Linked DNA regions of Mus musculus: region 2 is linked to region 1. The links are chromatin contacts, called in public Hi-C maps. All regions are on one chromosome and are shown on one strand. The core of a region is the stretch at or near the end of the contact, and the rest is flanking DNA. Distances in the headings are between cores, read along the strand shown.

Region 1 (7,887 bases), core at 3,574-6,073:
GCCGTGCCAAACACAATCATTTCTAGCTTGAAAGATGTGATTGCTTTTTAATGTGGAAATTTCACAAGGTTACAAAGGGAAAAAAATTAAACTCCTTTCCTATAACAAAGTCACTTTGGGGTATGGGCTGCAATGCCTTGATAGTGTCCAGATTCCCTGACCACATCACAAGTCAGAAAGGTGGGTCTGCTTGATTTACACCATCCTTCATTTTTCTCCTCAGGCCTCTGAAATAGCTGATGGAGCTTGGTGTTTTTTTTTTTTTTCTTTTTCTTTTTCAATTTAGAGTAAAATATTCTAAGCAAAAAAGTTGCAAAATCAAGCAGTGAAAAAATATATGAGGGAAGAAAATTCATCTGGGGTCATATAGAAATAAGCCCAATACTGTACACTCAATCCCTGAAACTAACATAAAAGAAGAAAGAGCCACCTGTGTTGGAGTGCATCCGTGACATGAGGTTGACACAGGATGATCACCAGGCCAGCTAGTCTGCAGTCTACAGCAGGGCGGCAGAAGCAAGAGAGACCCTGACTCAAGGAGGTAGAAGGTGACAGCCAATGCCCCAAGTTGCTTTAATACCTCTAGATTTATGCCATGACACAGACAGACAGACAGACAGACAGACACAGACAATACATACATGCATACATACATACATACATTTTAATTCTCTTGAGGCCTATTTATTTAATTCTCTGGAGGCCTATTAGATCAATGTTTGTGTGTGTGTGTGTGTGTGTGTGTGTGTATTTGAACTTTCTGCACTCTTAATCAAATCAACAACCTAATACTTACATATCTTTATACATATTTTAAGTAATTCTGAAGCAAATAAAATTGTTAATAAATTTTTAAAACATGATCCAGAATATGGCTGAGATGGTAGCTAGGTTTTGAGTCTGCCATATTTAATCACATTTGTTAAATGTTTGCTGACAGGAAATTTTTCTAAACTGGTCACTGGGGTAAGGAAAACTACTGACTGAGAAAGATCAAAACTTCAAACCACTTTGAAGAGAATTGAGTATTTTTGCAAGACACGTTTCTCTATTCTGAACCAAGACTTGTTTCATCCTGAGCCGAGGCAGATAGTGGGGGAGGGGAGTCGATACAGCATGATGCCACAGCAGAATGTCTAGGAACCTTGGGTGGGAATGATGCATACCCCAGAGCACCCTTGTGTCCTGCAGCAATTTGCTGCTTTGGTATTGCTTTGTTTTATGCCTGCATTTTTAATACATCTCATCCTGGCTTCTGTGATTGTCAGAGGGAACCAAACAAACAGCTCTGTGATTGCTGAGCTTTTCGTAGAAGCTGCCCAGGCAAAATTATTACATAAGCTAAACCCAGCACAAAAGGACACAGCAAGAAAGTCTGGGTAAAATTAAAGGGACTAGAAAACTGAAAGGAAAATGTGTTTGTCTTTTTGTGAGGTGGAATTGTGGCGTGACTTGGAGTCAGGAAAATAAGCAAAGTGACATGAGAGGATCCAGATTTCAGTGTGAGCAATGAGCTGGCTCCCAGTGTTCATACATGCACTGGTCAGTTACTATTCAGCCCAACTTGAAGCCCAGAATGGGCCAATAGCAGATAGTGGATGGGTGTTCACTCTCATGCATCTTCCCGTTTCGACCACTCCTTTTCTCTTTTTTATCACCTCAGTTCTATTCTGGGAAGGAGGTTGTTTTCTTCTTTAATATAGGGTTTCTCTGTGTAGCCCTGGCTCTCCTGTAACTCACTCTGTAGACCAAGCTGGCCAAGAAGGCAGATACCAGTCTTCCTCTGCCTGCAAAGTGCTAGGATTAAAGGCGTGCGTCACCACATCTGGCTAATCACTTCAGGTGTTATACTTACATGTTGATGAGGTTATTTATTTCTTAGCATTAGTTCACAGAAGAGGGAGAGTTGAGTACTAAAAAAATAATATGTGGTATCATGTTGGATAAGTGTCATTGCTGCTTGATAGATCAGTGGATAAGTACATGATAGAAAAATCAATGATATATGAAAATAGGTGGTAGATACATAGACAGATAATATATAGATGATAGATAGATAGATTTTATATATATGCTAATATATATATAGATTTATAGATATGTACAACAATAAAAATGACTGGAAAACAAATTTCAAGAATAGCATTCTATATTGATATGGACAGCCCTTTGTATCCTCTCCTAGGAAATTTCACATCTATTCCTATTAAGACTAGGACCACAACAGAGCGGTATCCCCACTTGACAAGGCAGGAAGCTATATGGGTAAGCACTTTTTCCAGGATGGCACCTGAAAGCATGACATCATAATCCAAAATGACTCCCTTTTCCATCTCTTTAGTTGGTACTTTTACTTCCATCTGAGATACATATCTTGCTTAGCACTAGACCCTAAGCAAACTAAGCTATCTCGGAGTATTGTTGTATTATGCTGTGTATCACATTGTGTATCAATCACACTGTGTGTGCATCACACTGTGTATCAATTACACTGTGTGTGTATCACACTGTGTATCAATCACACTGTGTGTATCACACTATGTATTAATCACACTTTGTGTGCATCACACTGTGGATAAATCACATTGTGTGTGCGTTTTACTGTGTGTGCATAACATTGTGTGTGTGTAACACTGTGTGTGTATCACACTGTGTGTATCACACTGAGTGTATCAATCACACTGTGTGTGTATCACACTGTATATATCAATCACTCTGTGTGTGTATCACACTGTGTGTATCACTCACACTGTGTGTATCAATCACACTGTGTGTGTATCACGTTGTGTGTATCACACTGTGTATCAATCACACTGGTTGTGCATCACACTGTGTGTACATCAATCACACTGTGTGTGTATCAATCATACTGTGTGTGTATATCAATCACACTGTGTAGCATTCTGTGCATCTCGCTGTGTATGGCACTGTAGTTAAGCTATTGTAGTTAAGTTAAAAGGACATTCAACTTGCCTTTCATTGTATTATTATTTTATGTGTCTGAGTGTTTCACCTGAATGTATATCTGTGTATATTCTGAGGAGGCCAGAAGAGGGTATTGGAATCCTTGGAACTGGAGTTGTTGTGAGCTGCCATCGTGGGTGCTGGGAATCCACCCCAGGTCCTCTGGAACAGCAGCTAGTATCCCTAGGGACTGAGTGACCTGTCCAGGTCCTTATTTACCTCTTTAAATAGAACAATCTGGGGGCAGAGAAATGGTTCCATGGATAAGCACACATCTTGGCAACCCACGTTCAATCTCAGGAACCCATGTTTAAAAATATAAAACCAGATGTATTGGTGTGCAGCTGGAATCTCAATATTTCTACAGCAATAAAGTTGATAAAGAGACAGGAGACTCATATAGGTCTTTAAGGGCCAGCTAGTCAAGGGTACACAATGAAGCAGCAGAGACTAAAGCGACTCAGCTTTAACCAAGTAGAAAAGAAATCCCACAATGAAAGAATTTTTCTGGGTATTGATTTATGGTTCCTTCAATTGTTTAAATGAGAGATTTCTTCATGAATTTCAGTGGCCACCATGAAACTACATAGTCTACACAGGAGTAGAAAAATTACGTGCAACCAAACTCTGTGCGCAGTGGGCAAACACACACACTGCATCAGAGAGCAAGCACGCTCCTCAAGGCCAAGTGCTACCAGTTATGTGTGATCAAGGAGTTAACTTTTAAAGGAAATGCAGACAGCCCGGAGTGGACACTGTACAGTTCTGTCTCTTCTAGTCTTCAGTTGGGGAATCTTCTCCTTGACTCCAGATCTCTCTCGGGAATAGTAGTCTTACCAACTGCTTCGAAGGAGTTATACAGTACAGGCCAGAGCTTGGGTTTGGAAAAGAGGCAAAGTTAACCGATGCTGTGGCTTACTATGAGACCTTGGAAGGGGCGTGTCGTGCTGTAGAGTTCTCCTCCACCAACGCTCGCAGCCTACTATTCCCTCAGGAGTCTCGTTCTTTGTATTTTTTCATGAAAGTTTGGCAGGCTGAGTAAGAAATACTAATTGGAAAAAAGTCCTCTCAGTGCAGGTCTCCTTTCGTATGACCTGTGATGACAGCCCCACGAGGAGATTGTGAGGCCGGGTTCCTTCTTTCATTGAGTCTGTCTTACTGAGAGGAAAAACTGCTTTGTGTGATGGCTTCATGGCAAATATTGGCAAAGGCTTTGCCTGCATACTGAGAGACATTTCTGACCGCAGCTCATGAACCACACTTATTTACTCTGGCACATGCCCACTATTTGTTCATAGGCTTTCTGTCTCTACTAAATGTGTTCCAATTTTGGAGGCTAAATCATTGCCAGTAGTTTCCAAGACATTCCGCTAGGCTAAGCAAATTGCCCTAAGTGGTAGTCAGAAACGACTGGCATGGTACTGTAAATACAGACTATTTGCAGAAAATGAACGACAAAGGACATCTTATCTTTCCTGTGCCACTAAGACCCATAGGTTGTATCCTTCAGAAAGGCATCCAAGGTGCTAACAAGAATACAAGGGATTTTATCTGCACTAGTGCTCAGAAATTGCACAGATACTAAAAGTGAGTTATAGTCTAAAACAGTTCTGGGTCCAGGCTATAGCTGTAATCAGGAGGTGTGTCACTTACCATAACCTAATTAGTATCACCTCTTGCCTATGATGGCTTTTGAGATGAACATAAGATCTGAGAGTAGTAGAGAAATGGAGAAGAAAATGGATGTCTTCATGGTCTCCTCACAAACTGTTTCTGCATCCATTCTCCCCATCCCACTGTGAATCAGCACTGACGATGATAAGGTGATCTGTAAGACAGGGTGAGCTGTACTGAATGATGCTGACTCAAGATCTGGGGTGAGTGTGAAACTCTCTTTTTGTACTTAAACTGAATTGCTCTGCTTCATATATCCCCCGAGGCAGACTCAAAGAGAGGTCTGCTGTGTGACATTGCTTCCCTATCTGTAACTTCTTTGCAATTCTCTTACTAGGCTTGTTCCTAACCAGAAATGAGATTTTAATTACATGTGCTCATGAAAAATAAATCAGTCTGTGAACTACAGGGCTGGAAACCTTAGTATCAGCTCACCAATATGGCATGGTTTTGTTTGGAAAGAGTTCACTCAAAAACAATTAAGCGATTGGAAATACTGACTTTCTTTGGAGGAAGCTAAGAAGATTCTTGCAAGTTCTTACATATTTCATGGTACCTCTTTTTTTTTATTAGATATTTTCTTTATTTACATTTCAAATGCTATCCCGAAAGTTCCCTATACCCTCCCTCGTCCCTGCTCCCCTACCCACCCACTCCTAATTCTTGGCCTTAGCATTCCCCTGTACTGGGGCATATAAAGTACCTCTTGAGTCACACTGAAACTAGTGTCTTTCATCCCAAGGGCGAAACAAAATTAAGTTGAAACAAGCTCAATTAAAACTCTCTGTGGTGGGTTAGAATGGAGACCGAAGAGCCTACACATCTCTCCTTGTGTGTATTCTGTTACCATGTCGGCTATTTTAGTGTTGGTAGAGGACGGCATGACGGAAGACTAGGTAGGAACAAGGCTACCACATCAAACTGATAGTGGGTAGAGAAAACATTTGACACCTCCCGCCTTCCCTGCCCCTTGTCTGCTTTTAATTTTGCTAAATCATTCCCGTCTGGAGATTGTATATTTTAAGTTGACTCTCCCAGCAACATAGAGGTACAGTGTCAGGGAGCCCGAAGTCAGACTCAGGAGCAAAGCTACAGAAGCTATAAGGCTCTAAGTCACAAAAGAAAAAGAAAAAAGAAAAAAGCCAGAAAAGGAGCAGGGTACGAGATCGCTCACATGGCTTCACCTTTACATCACCTGGAGAGATGGCCCTTAGACACAGATTTCCTCATCAAGGATTTACAATTTAGCATGCTCTAAAACTTTTGGGAGATGGTGTCCTGGAAAATGAGAACCTACATTGAATTTCACTGGGAAAGAGATTTAACAACAGAAAGAACTTCAAAGTAGGCCTCTTTGCCCACCAAACTATAAAGCTGATAGAAAAGCAGAAAAAATATTGAACAAACCCCTCAGACATGTGATGCATACACACAAACACACAGAAAGACCCTGATGGCATAGGCTGCATCAACAGAGGGCCTAAGAGGAAAACAGACTTCTGCCTCAGTGTGTCCTTGACTCTGTCGCTGGGACTGGCGGACAGAAGGAATTTAAAACTCACTCGTTCTAGGCCCCGACTCTTACTGTACATTCTCAATGCATATGTGCCTAAATAATAACTAGATACAAGATAATTTCTAACCAAGGAGTAATTATGAGGTTCAAGTGGGATCAAAGCCACTATGATTAAGGACAGAAAAGGGACAGGTAAGTAATCAAAACTGTTATCTATTGTTTTTATCCAGAGACTTAAAACAGTACATGGAGTGAAAGATAGATAGATAGATAGATAGATAGATAGATAGACATATGCATACATGTGTGTGTGTGTGTGTGTGTGTGTGTGTGTGTGTGTGTGTGTGTATGTCGTACTTTTCTTTCCTGGAGGAATAGTCTTGAACTTAATCTATAATTGCTGTTATCACTGACTGCTTTATCATAAATGTTTTCTCCTACACAGGTTTGGAGAGGGTTCTGGAAGTTTGTCATGACCACAGCATTTCATATCACTGTAATGCCTCTTGGCAGAGTTAACTCTGCGGTTCCCAAGCAAGGCAAGAATAGCCTTGGTGTGGGCTTGCACATAGATCTGTATAGCACCATGCTATAAGGGAAATTCCTGTTGAATGGCATTTCTTCATGTTTTTTTCAACAGAATGACTCGATTTTTTTTTCACTAATAAAGGAGATATGATTTGTTTTTCAGTGACCTGGTTGGTTTCCTAAAGAAATTTCTGTGACTAGAGTCAATGCCGTTCTTAAAAGTGAAGATTTACCATGACTCTAGTTAGTTTGGAGTACAGATTTTATTAAATGTATTTGTGTGTGGAAGTCAGAGACTGACACCAGACACTTTACTCAATCACTGGCCACCTTATTTCTCAAGATCTGTCTCTCACTGAACCTTGAATTCACCAATTCAGTGATGCTGACTGGCTAGGAAGTTCCTGGGGTGACTGGATCTTTGTTTGTCTTATTTTTTGAGACAGGGTTTCTCTGAGTAGCCCTGGCTGTCCTGGAACTTGCTCTCTAGACCAGCCTAGCCTCCAACTCACAGACCCTCCTGCCTCTGCCTTCCAGGTGCTGGGATTAAAGATGTGCACCACAACAGCTCGGCCCACACTCAGCCTTTGACATGGATGTTAGGGATCAAAACTCAGGCCCTCTTGCTTTTTCTGAGAGCGCTTTGCCAATGTGACATCTTCTCAGGCTGCTGACGTTATCAGTTCATAGTTAAAGGAACATTAGAGGCATTATTTAAGGGGAAACTAGTTATTAAGGAGAGAGCAGAGATCATAAGGTGTGTGTGTGTGTGTGTGTGTGTGTGTGTGTGTGTGTGTGTGTATGTGGTGTGTGTTTTTGTACATCCTTAGACTAGTACTAGAAAGTCTATGCCCTTTACATATTCACACATATAAAAGACAAGTATTTACATATAGAAACCACATAATTAGTAAAAACCCACCAACAGTGCCCGTGGTTCTCACTGAATATAAGTCACAGGGGAATTTTTTTCTGTTTCAAGTTAAAGCAGAACCTTGCCTTGAAAATGCCTCAGTGAATGTGTTCTGTCTGTGCTATGATGACATTCAGAAAAATCTTGTATTAACAGAGCAAAGCAAAACAGTGTCCAATCAGTACTGGTGTGGGTACCTCAACAAGAAAATCCCTTGCCTCAAACCATTATGTAATCAGAAACAGCACATCATCACTGCTGTTTCCAAAGCGATGGTGGGGAAGGGATTTGA
Region 2 (7,887 bases), core at 2,647-5,146, 79 kb after region 1:
CCGGAGGCCAGTGCCAGCGGGTGCTGCAAGGAGCCCGGCGGTGGCAGGTGGGAATTGATTGAGCTGGCTGCGCTTGGGTACCAGGAAGCCGAGTTCTCCAGGTAGCTGGACGCGGGGGACTGGTTGGAGGTCGGAGGGTGGGCATGAGGGTGGTGGCTGAGAGAGCGGGATGAGCCCTGGGGCTCCCACACCGCTGGTGACTGTGGCGAGTTACACGCCATAGGGTCGCTGGAGCTGGGACTGTGCTCCGGGGGCATCTCCCCGTTTTTCATGATCTTCTTGATCTTGGATCTTTTGTTCTGAAACCAGATTTTCACCTGGGTGGGGAACAAAGGCACACGTTACCGGGACACTCAGAGGTTGCACGCGCCTTTCCCTGAGCGACGAATGAAGGCTCTCCTGGCCCTAGACTATCCTGCCCTGATAACTAACTACCAGCAGCAAGCCGCCCATCGCCAGGAGGTTGCAGTTTCAGCCTAGGCAATGGGAGGGACGCACAGAGGGAGCTCTGTCCAGCTCAGCGGGAACCAGCTTCTGCTACCCCAAGGCTTTGTCTTTTATTCACTCTAGACCTGGTCGCACGTGTGGGCCTGTGCACCAGGTCACTGGGGAGGATACCTCTCCTGCTCGAAGGCCAGAGTCCCCGATGGGGAGGGGCTTGGGCCAAACTGTAGGTGCACTGTGCCAAGGGAAAGGAGAGATTGTCCAATCTCCTGTCCAACTCCCTTCAGTCCCCTCGGCACTGGGAGGCCAGACTCTGCCTGAAGCTCTGGGCTGCGACTTGAACATTCCTTATTCTAGGCCCCAGCGGGCGGGGTTGGGAGGGAAAAGAAGGGGACAATCCCGGAGGGTTTCCCCGTACAACAGCGCCCCCCACCTCGCGACCTTCAGGCTGCTGAGGCTTGATCTGCCTCAGGGATAGGGTCGACCGGGACAGGACGATCCAGGCCTTTGCATGGCTGGAGACTCATCATCAGGCCAATAGTAAGGCAAGCTTCTCACTGTGAAGGGACCCAGACCTTTTTCAAGAGCGCGAGGCAGATTCCCCCTCCTCCCAGAAATACCCCTTCTCTTGTTTTCACTATGGAACCTTGGTCCCCAGCCTTTGGTGGTTAAAGCAGGGGTGGGTTTGGGTGGGAGGGGATGGCGGCAACTCGGGACAAACGACGAATCCCGCGCCCACCGCCACGTGGGCCTGGCTCATGGAGGGAAAGATGCATCGGTTGGTGTCTTTCTATCTGTGAATTTCTGCAAAGTGCTAGAGAATCGGCTCCAGCCAGTCGGGACCGAACCTTGCAGCCGAGCTGGGCTTGCAGGCGAGGCGGGGCCGGTACTTGGCGGCGGCCGGATTTACCTGTGTTTGCGTCAGTCCTAGAGAGGCGGCCAACTCCGCGCGTTCTGGCAGGGCGAGGTACTGAGTCTTCTGAAACCTTCTCTGTAAAGCGGCCAGCTGAAAGCTGGAATAAATAGTCCTGGGTTTACGAACTTTCTTTGGTTTACCATTCACCATCCTCACCTCTGGCTCCGCCACTTCTTTCTCTAAATAACCAAAACAGACTAGGTTAGAGCTTCCTGGCAGACAATGGCTCGTTTGCACAGGCCCTCAAATCAGCGAGATTTTGTTTGTTTTGAAATATGTAGTCATCTTTCTCTTTCCCAATATCACAATCTTGGCTTTTCAAACCCCAGAGAAATCTGTCCCATCCTCAGATCATACATGGAAGAGCTGGCGAGTCTCTGACTACTAGCCACTGTGTGCGTGGGGCACTTTGTACACATCAAGTTCTTCGCTTTAGGGATGGAACCCTTTGGAGATGCTTATTTTTCTCATTATTTTTTCCCTCCCTGTATTCACCTTGTGTGTTTCTGGGACGCGAATAGCCACTCCAATCCCTGGGCGTCACGCGAGGAGGCCCCTGGGCCATGACCCTCTGTCGGCGTCTGTTCGGGCGCCCGCAGAGGCTAGACGCTTGGGCAGGGAAGACGCTAGCCAAGGGCTCCAAAGTTCAAAGACCGACAAGCAAACTATGTTCCTTCACTACAGCGGCAAGCGGTCGGTCGGGGCTGCGGCAGACAGAGAGCCGATTATGTAGTCCCCATAATCTCACTGCAGATCTGAGAGGGCACAGATGTGTCTGGTTTCTTTCACAAATAGACTTAATATGTTCTTGACCAAAAAAAAAAAAAAAAAAAATCCTCTCCCTATGCAAGGATACAGAGACAGCAAGAGGAGCAGACTCAAACTTCCATCAACAATGTATTGCAAAGGAATCTGTAGTAAGGATATTTTCGTAGTAAAGGGGAGGAACCAAGGAAGAATTCTCACTGTCATAAATGTACCCCGCTGGGGTCCTGTGAATCCGTGTTTTGCTAATGTGCCCCTAGGCCACATGGCCCCTTTTCCCCCTTCAGTCCTGAAAGGAGTGGAAGAGTCGGTGTATGAAGCTGCTGCCAGAGGAAGGGTGGAGAAGGAGGGAGGGCTGCGGTCTCCGCTCTACTGGAGTAGGGGATGCTAATATTAGCAGCCTTATTAATGTGTCGGTGAGGGGAGATCAAAATCGACTAGTAAAATTTCTCCACTGAGACTTCACGCCTCTCATTTACCGCCCAAGCTCTCTACCCCACTGTAACGCTCTAAGGAAGTTTCACAGTGGACGGAAAGGGGAGTCTGTGGGGAAGAAGGAAGGCAGACAAATTCTAGGCACTTACGGAGAGAGCACTCGATGGAGTGTGTGTGTGTGTGTGGGGGGGGGTCCCTCTAACAGAGTGAACTCTCGGCAATCCTCCGCTATTTTAAATGACTTTTTGTATTTGGAAATACCTTGGATAAACCGCAAAGTTCCCTGTTCGCTTTTCTGTCAGGCTGCAGCCCTCCGGCCCCCAGGTCACCCGGTGTGCTGCCCGCACCCTCCATGAGAGGCCTCGGGGCGCTTCGCTGGCTAATCCAGACTAGATCTCACCAACTCAGCACGCTCACCCAGAATTCCAACTAACTTTCCTTTTATTACGCAAACACCACTAGGGCTGCTTGATTTCACCCACCCCCCGCCCCCCAAATCCCTTAGCCTCTTTGCAGCCAAGCTGGCTTTCTGGCTAGGCCAGCTAGGAATCCAGCTAAGGAGGGATCCTCGAGCAGCGCCAGAGGCAAAACACCCGATTAAACCTCTTCAAAAGTCCTCCACTGCCCCCCCCCCCATGCCGGTGTGAGGTGCTGTCCTGTTTGCAGTCCCAGGCCCCCACTCGCTTCTGCGAAGCACCCTTCTATGGGTGCGGACAGCGTGGCCCTCATCTACCACCCAACTTGGCGCCCGCGGGGTTACGGATGCCCTGGGTACCTGCCTCCCGCCCCCGCGCGCCTACCTGGCTGGCTGGTGGCACTCGGGACGCGGTTGTAGGCGCCGCCGTACTGGTGGTAGGGGCTGGCGTAGCCGTAGTCGGCATAAGCCTTGGCCGGGTAGCCGGCTGCGGAGCCGTTCACGCCGTGGTACTGGTACTGGTAGGGGTTGAGCGCTTTGCCATAAGAAGCAGAGGTAGGAGAGCAGTAGCCGTGCGGGGCGGCCCCCGCGGGACTGTAGTAGTCAGAATCGGTGGCCGAGGACTCGGGCAAAGTTGGCGATTCCTGAGACGGGTGGTGCATGGCGGCGGACGTCGGGAACGGAGCTTGGAAGTCGCCGGATCGGATGCTTGGGACTCTTCTGTCAAACACTCCTGTCATAGCTCCCGGGCGGTGGCTGTTCTTCTACTGCGGCGGCCGCTGCTGCCTGAATTGGCTGTGGAGCTGCTCTGGTCTAAGCAGACATGGCTGTGGGAGCGAGGGAGGAGGAGGAAGAGGAGGAGGCGGCGGCGGCGGCGGGGAGGAGGAGGAGGAGGAGGCTGGGAGTCGTGGAGGCTCTGTCTCCCGCAGGCTGACTGCTGGCTGAGGCGCAGCACAGCCTTGGTTAAATCCTTAATTGCGCGCTTACGCACAGCGGGGTGGATCGGGTTCCATTGGCCAGGGCTTCGGGAGCAGAGCAACACCCTAACTCGTCCAACTAGTTTTAGCACAACAAAGCATTGCTTAAAGAGAGAGAGAGAGAGAGAGAGAGAGAGAGAGAGAGAGAGAGAGAGAGAGAGAGAGAGAGAGAGGCGTACAAGGAGAGAGAGAGTGTGTGTGTGTGTGTGTGTGTGTGTGTGTGTGTGAGAGAGAGAGAGAGAGAGAGAGAGAGAGAGAGAGAGAGAGAGAGAGAGAGAGAATATGAGTTGTTCCCTGTTGGGGGAGGGAGGGTCTCAGTCGATCTCTTTTTAGTGAATAGCTTCGACAAACCAAGCAGTCCCAGGGCCTAGCTCCGTGCTGTTTGAAGACAACGTGTTCCAATCAGCAATCTCAAAAGTACAGTTTAGAGGATGCGGTTCTTGATGCTCTTTTCTTGCTCCACACCTACCAGTCCTCTCCCCCCTCCTCCGACGGAGACTGTAGGAGAGAGCACCGCTGTGGGACTGTGTGCAGAGGAGGAGCAGTGTTAGATGGCAGTGAGAACAAATGGAGAACAGCATTGTCTTAGTGGGATGATGGGAAGCAAGTTGCAACTAATTTATGTTGAAAATTTGTAAACTGGAAAACAGTTGGACACGCAGCAAGCGCTTTTGCAGAAGCCCCTGTTTCTCAGGACTCCACAGAGATGTCCAAGAATCTAGACGTCCCCAGTGGCAACTGAAGTCTTTACAGGGACTGCTGAAAATCAATGTCTTTCATTCCTGAATACCTTGCCACTGCCTGAACTCTCTTAGTTGGCTTTCCCAGAGAGCTGAGCAGCCTTTTGGTTTTTTGCTCAATATCCTCGACTACTTGGAAGCTTCTAGAATGGCTCTTGTCTCAGTTCAGGAGCCAGATTCCTGCAAACGTGAATTGATTTGGGTGTGTGACCTATAGTGTGCCTCCAGACCAAATGGAGTATGAAGACCGAAAAGTAGGCAAGGAACCAAGTCCGCTTGGGAGATGGGGTTTCGATCATGGACGACCCTCTCCTGGTTCCATTACCTACATCCACTCCAATCCCCCTCTCAATTCTTGAGTTTGGGTTCTGTAGCATCCCCCATTATTTCCTGCCTACTGAGCATCTTCGTTTATGTACAAAGGGAGCAGGGTTCAAGACTCATACACTGGCCACAGACCACCAGAAGAAGTTTATTTTGTCAACATGGGCTTTTCCTCTAGTTATGATTGAGTGAGGCCTTAGGAATGTGTTCTGATCCTCACTCAATGCTGTGTCTACTCCCCTCAAAAATGAGTTGTATCCTATTTTGGGCCTCCTTTTGGCCAGGAACCTGGGAGTGTCATTGAATGTTCAGGGTGGAATCTTCTGGTTCCTCTTCTGGTTCCCCTTTTGCCAGGGGAAGAAGTGAAAATCTGCCTGAGTTTTGTCTGAGGTTACTTTGTTCTTGTTTTGGCAACCAAGGACTCCAAGCCTCTGTCAGAGAGCTGGAAGCAGGAGGTCAGTCCCTCTCTGGAATCTGGAGCTGCAACTGGAAGCAGCAACACGTGCCTCAGGTGCACATGGGCCCCATAAACCCAGGCTACTGTTGCTTTTCCTTGGCTGTACAACTTCAGCTTTTGTCAACAACGAGAGGGAGCTAGCATGCAGCAGGGCCACCCCTTTCTTCATCTGGAGTCCCTACTTGCAGCCTTGGTGTCTCTAGATTTCCCTTCTGACACAGATGTGTGGGTTTAACAAATGTTTGCTGTTCCTTGACACTGATCCCTTGCCTTTGATTTTCATGTGGCTGTCCAGGCTCTAGATTTGCACTGAGTGTCTTCAAGGAGGCAAACGTACTGCTGACCTTACTGGATTATGATTGCGGTCTGCTCTAAAGATGCTCACCTAATCCATGGGGCCTTACAAATCAATGCCTTGAGCTGGTCAAAGTGTTCAGAGGTTATAAAAAAAAAAAGTGCAGAGAGATGGGTGATCCCATCACAGGCCCCAATTTTATTTACTATAAATTTAAATGTAATAACCAGGAGGAAAAAGGTCAGCATGGTCATTATCGCCAGAAGGAGTCTAATAGTTCTCTTAAACCTTGGTGAGAAGGCAGCTTCCCATGACCCTGATACTGGAAACTGCAGATATACTTCATGTTATATTGGTAAGATAATTCTACATCTTGCTAGCATTTACTCGCTGCTTCCTTTTCTCAGTGGAGATATGCATTTACACATATGGATGTACACACATACATTATTGCACATGTCTGTATATATTACACATATATACACATATACGCATGTAAAGATATATTACACACAAAAATGTATTTATGAACAATGAAATATATATATACATATATGAATAATGAAAAAGGATGGGTAAGGAGAAAAGAATGCGCCATCTCTACATATAACCTGAAGTGCTGAAAGACTGGCCTTTATGCAGATGTAAACCTGTTGTAGTAAGTCCAGTTCAGGGTGAAATCACCAACTTGGAGCCTCTTTGAAATTCACCAATCTCAACTTTCTTTATGGCTTTTCTGAGTTGAGTTTTGTCACTTTCCATCCTTTCCTTAAATACAGTCAAGTAAGGGCCACTATAGACAGCCTCGAGTCTGCTCACAATATGTAGTCCTGTTTCCTTTCACAAGGACACTCCCTGTGTTCTGTGTGCTGCAGGCCGAGCTACAAGTCTGGTCAGCACTTTTGGAGCCACACTTTGGGTTTTTTTCTGGCCAGGGATGTTAATTTTGTCAGTTCTGAGGAGGTGGATCTGACGCCATGGCTAGGGATAGTACACTAGTGCTTCTCAAATCCCAACTGACGCATCGGCGGAGAAAGGATCCCATAGTATCACAAATTCCTCCAGCAAAGCTCCCTGCTGAGACATGTAGGGAGCCTGTAATTTCTTTGGGTAGCTGAAGTTTGCAAAGGGCTTGTGGCGATGGGGGGGAAAAGACCCTAAAGAAGCGCAAGCCTTTACCACGAGCGCCACCCAGTGTCCGCCAGGAACAGTGTGGATTCAGCAAATGTCCCCAGCTCAGAATCACTCAGGCTGGTCTTGAAAGGCGGTCATGTTTTGTCTCAACTTCCAATAAACCCTTTTCTCCATACCACGCTTTTTCCTTTCTCTCTTACATAGTTGTGAGGCGATTGGAGGACGTTGAGAGTCATCCTCTTTCTAGACAATCTGAGGCAGCACTCCCCTTTCCATGCAAATGAGGGCCAGTCAGGCTTCTGCTGGAGAGTGGTGCCACTCTGAGTCAACAGCGTAAACCCCACGGAAGGCGAGTTTGTACGGGTATGCCATTTTATATATTTTATATATTCACTTATTTAGATGCAGAACCTCATGTATCCCAGGCTGGCCACGAACTTTCTGTGTAAAAAAGGATGGTGTGGTGCTGGCCATCTAACTCAGGGTTTGTGCTTGCCTCATCTGTCAGCTGAGCTACCCCTTCCCCAGTAGGTCAGATAAATTAATGGCAATATTAAGTCTTTTCCCTTTTCTGCTCCATCTGAAAATCTCTTTAAGTGGGAATAGAGCATCCCTTAACTTTGAGTGTGAGACTCACTTCAATGCACAAAAAAAATCTAAGGTTTTGTTTTTAAAGATGGGAACTTTATATTACATTTTACACAGCATTCAGATACAGGATTGCATAATATATGCTGGTGTTACACATGCACACTTGATGTAAGCAAGGCTGTCTTGGATATATATATATATATATATATATATATATATATACATACATATATATATACACACACACACACATATGTATATATATGTGTGTGTGTGTGTGTGTGTGTGTGTGTGTGTGTATGTGTGTATCAGGGTCACATCTGCTTTTTTTTATTAAAGTCTTGTGCTTTGTCTTTTTCTTTATTTGCCACGGAGAACTGCTAGCAGGGAAGGT

What was found. Hi-C and Micro-C count contacts between places; a contact is called where the count stands out from the background.
Region 2: a contact with region 1 is called in a Hi-C map of embryonic fibroblasts, with 1.6 times the contacts expected there. The contact joins the promoter of Dlx5 here to the enhancer-like site in region 1. A contact is called at or near these places in 2 of 484 Hi-C or Micro-C datasets (MC3T3-E1-derived osteoblasts and embryonic fibroblasts) and 3 of 9 other capture datasets (adipose tissue, liver and pancreatic islet).

The regions. Positions count from the first base shown.
Region 1 is chr6:6,797,873-6,805,759 of GRCm38.p6, forward strand. No RefSeq gene overlaps it. Among named protein-coding and RNA genes, the nearest start is that of Gm34871, 43 kb to the left of the region's middle. Within about 2 kb of position 4,824, at least 25 of the 459 cell types and tissues checked have an H3K27ac peak or open chromatin away from gene starts, as enhancers often do. A contact at or near this core is called in embryonic fibroblasts, where this site is marked.
Region 2 is chr6:6,878,172-6,886,058 of GRCm38.p6, forward strand. It overlaps Dlx5 (distal-less homeobox 5), which reads right to left and starts at 3,897. Exons shown (of 3, transcript NM_010056.3): 1 at 3,361-3,897; 2 at 1,355-1,539; 3 at 1-317. The coding sequence starts at 3,715.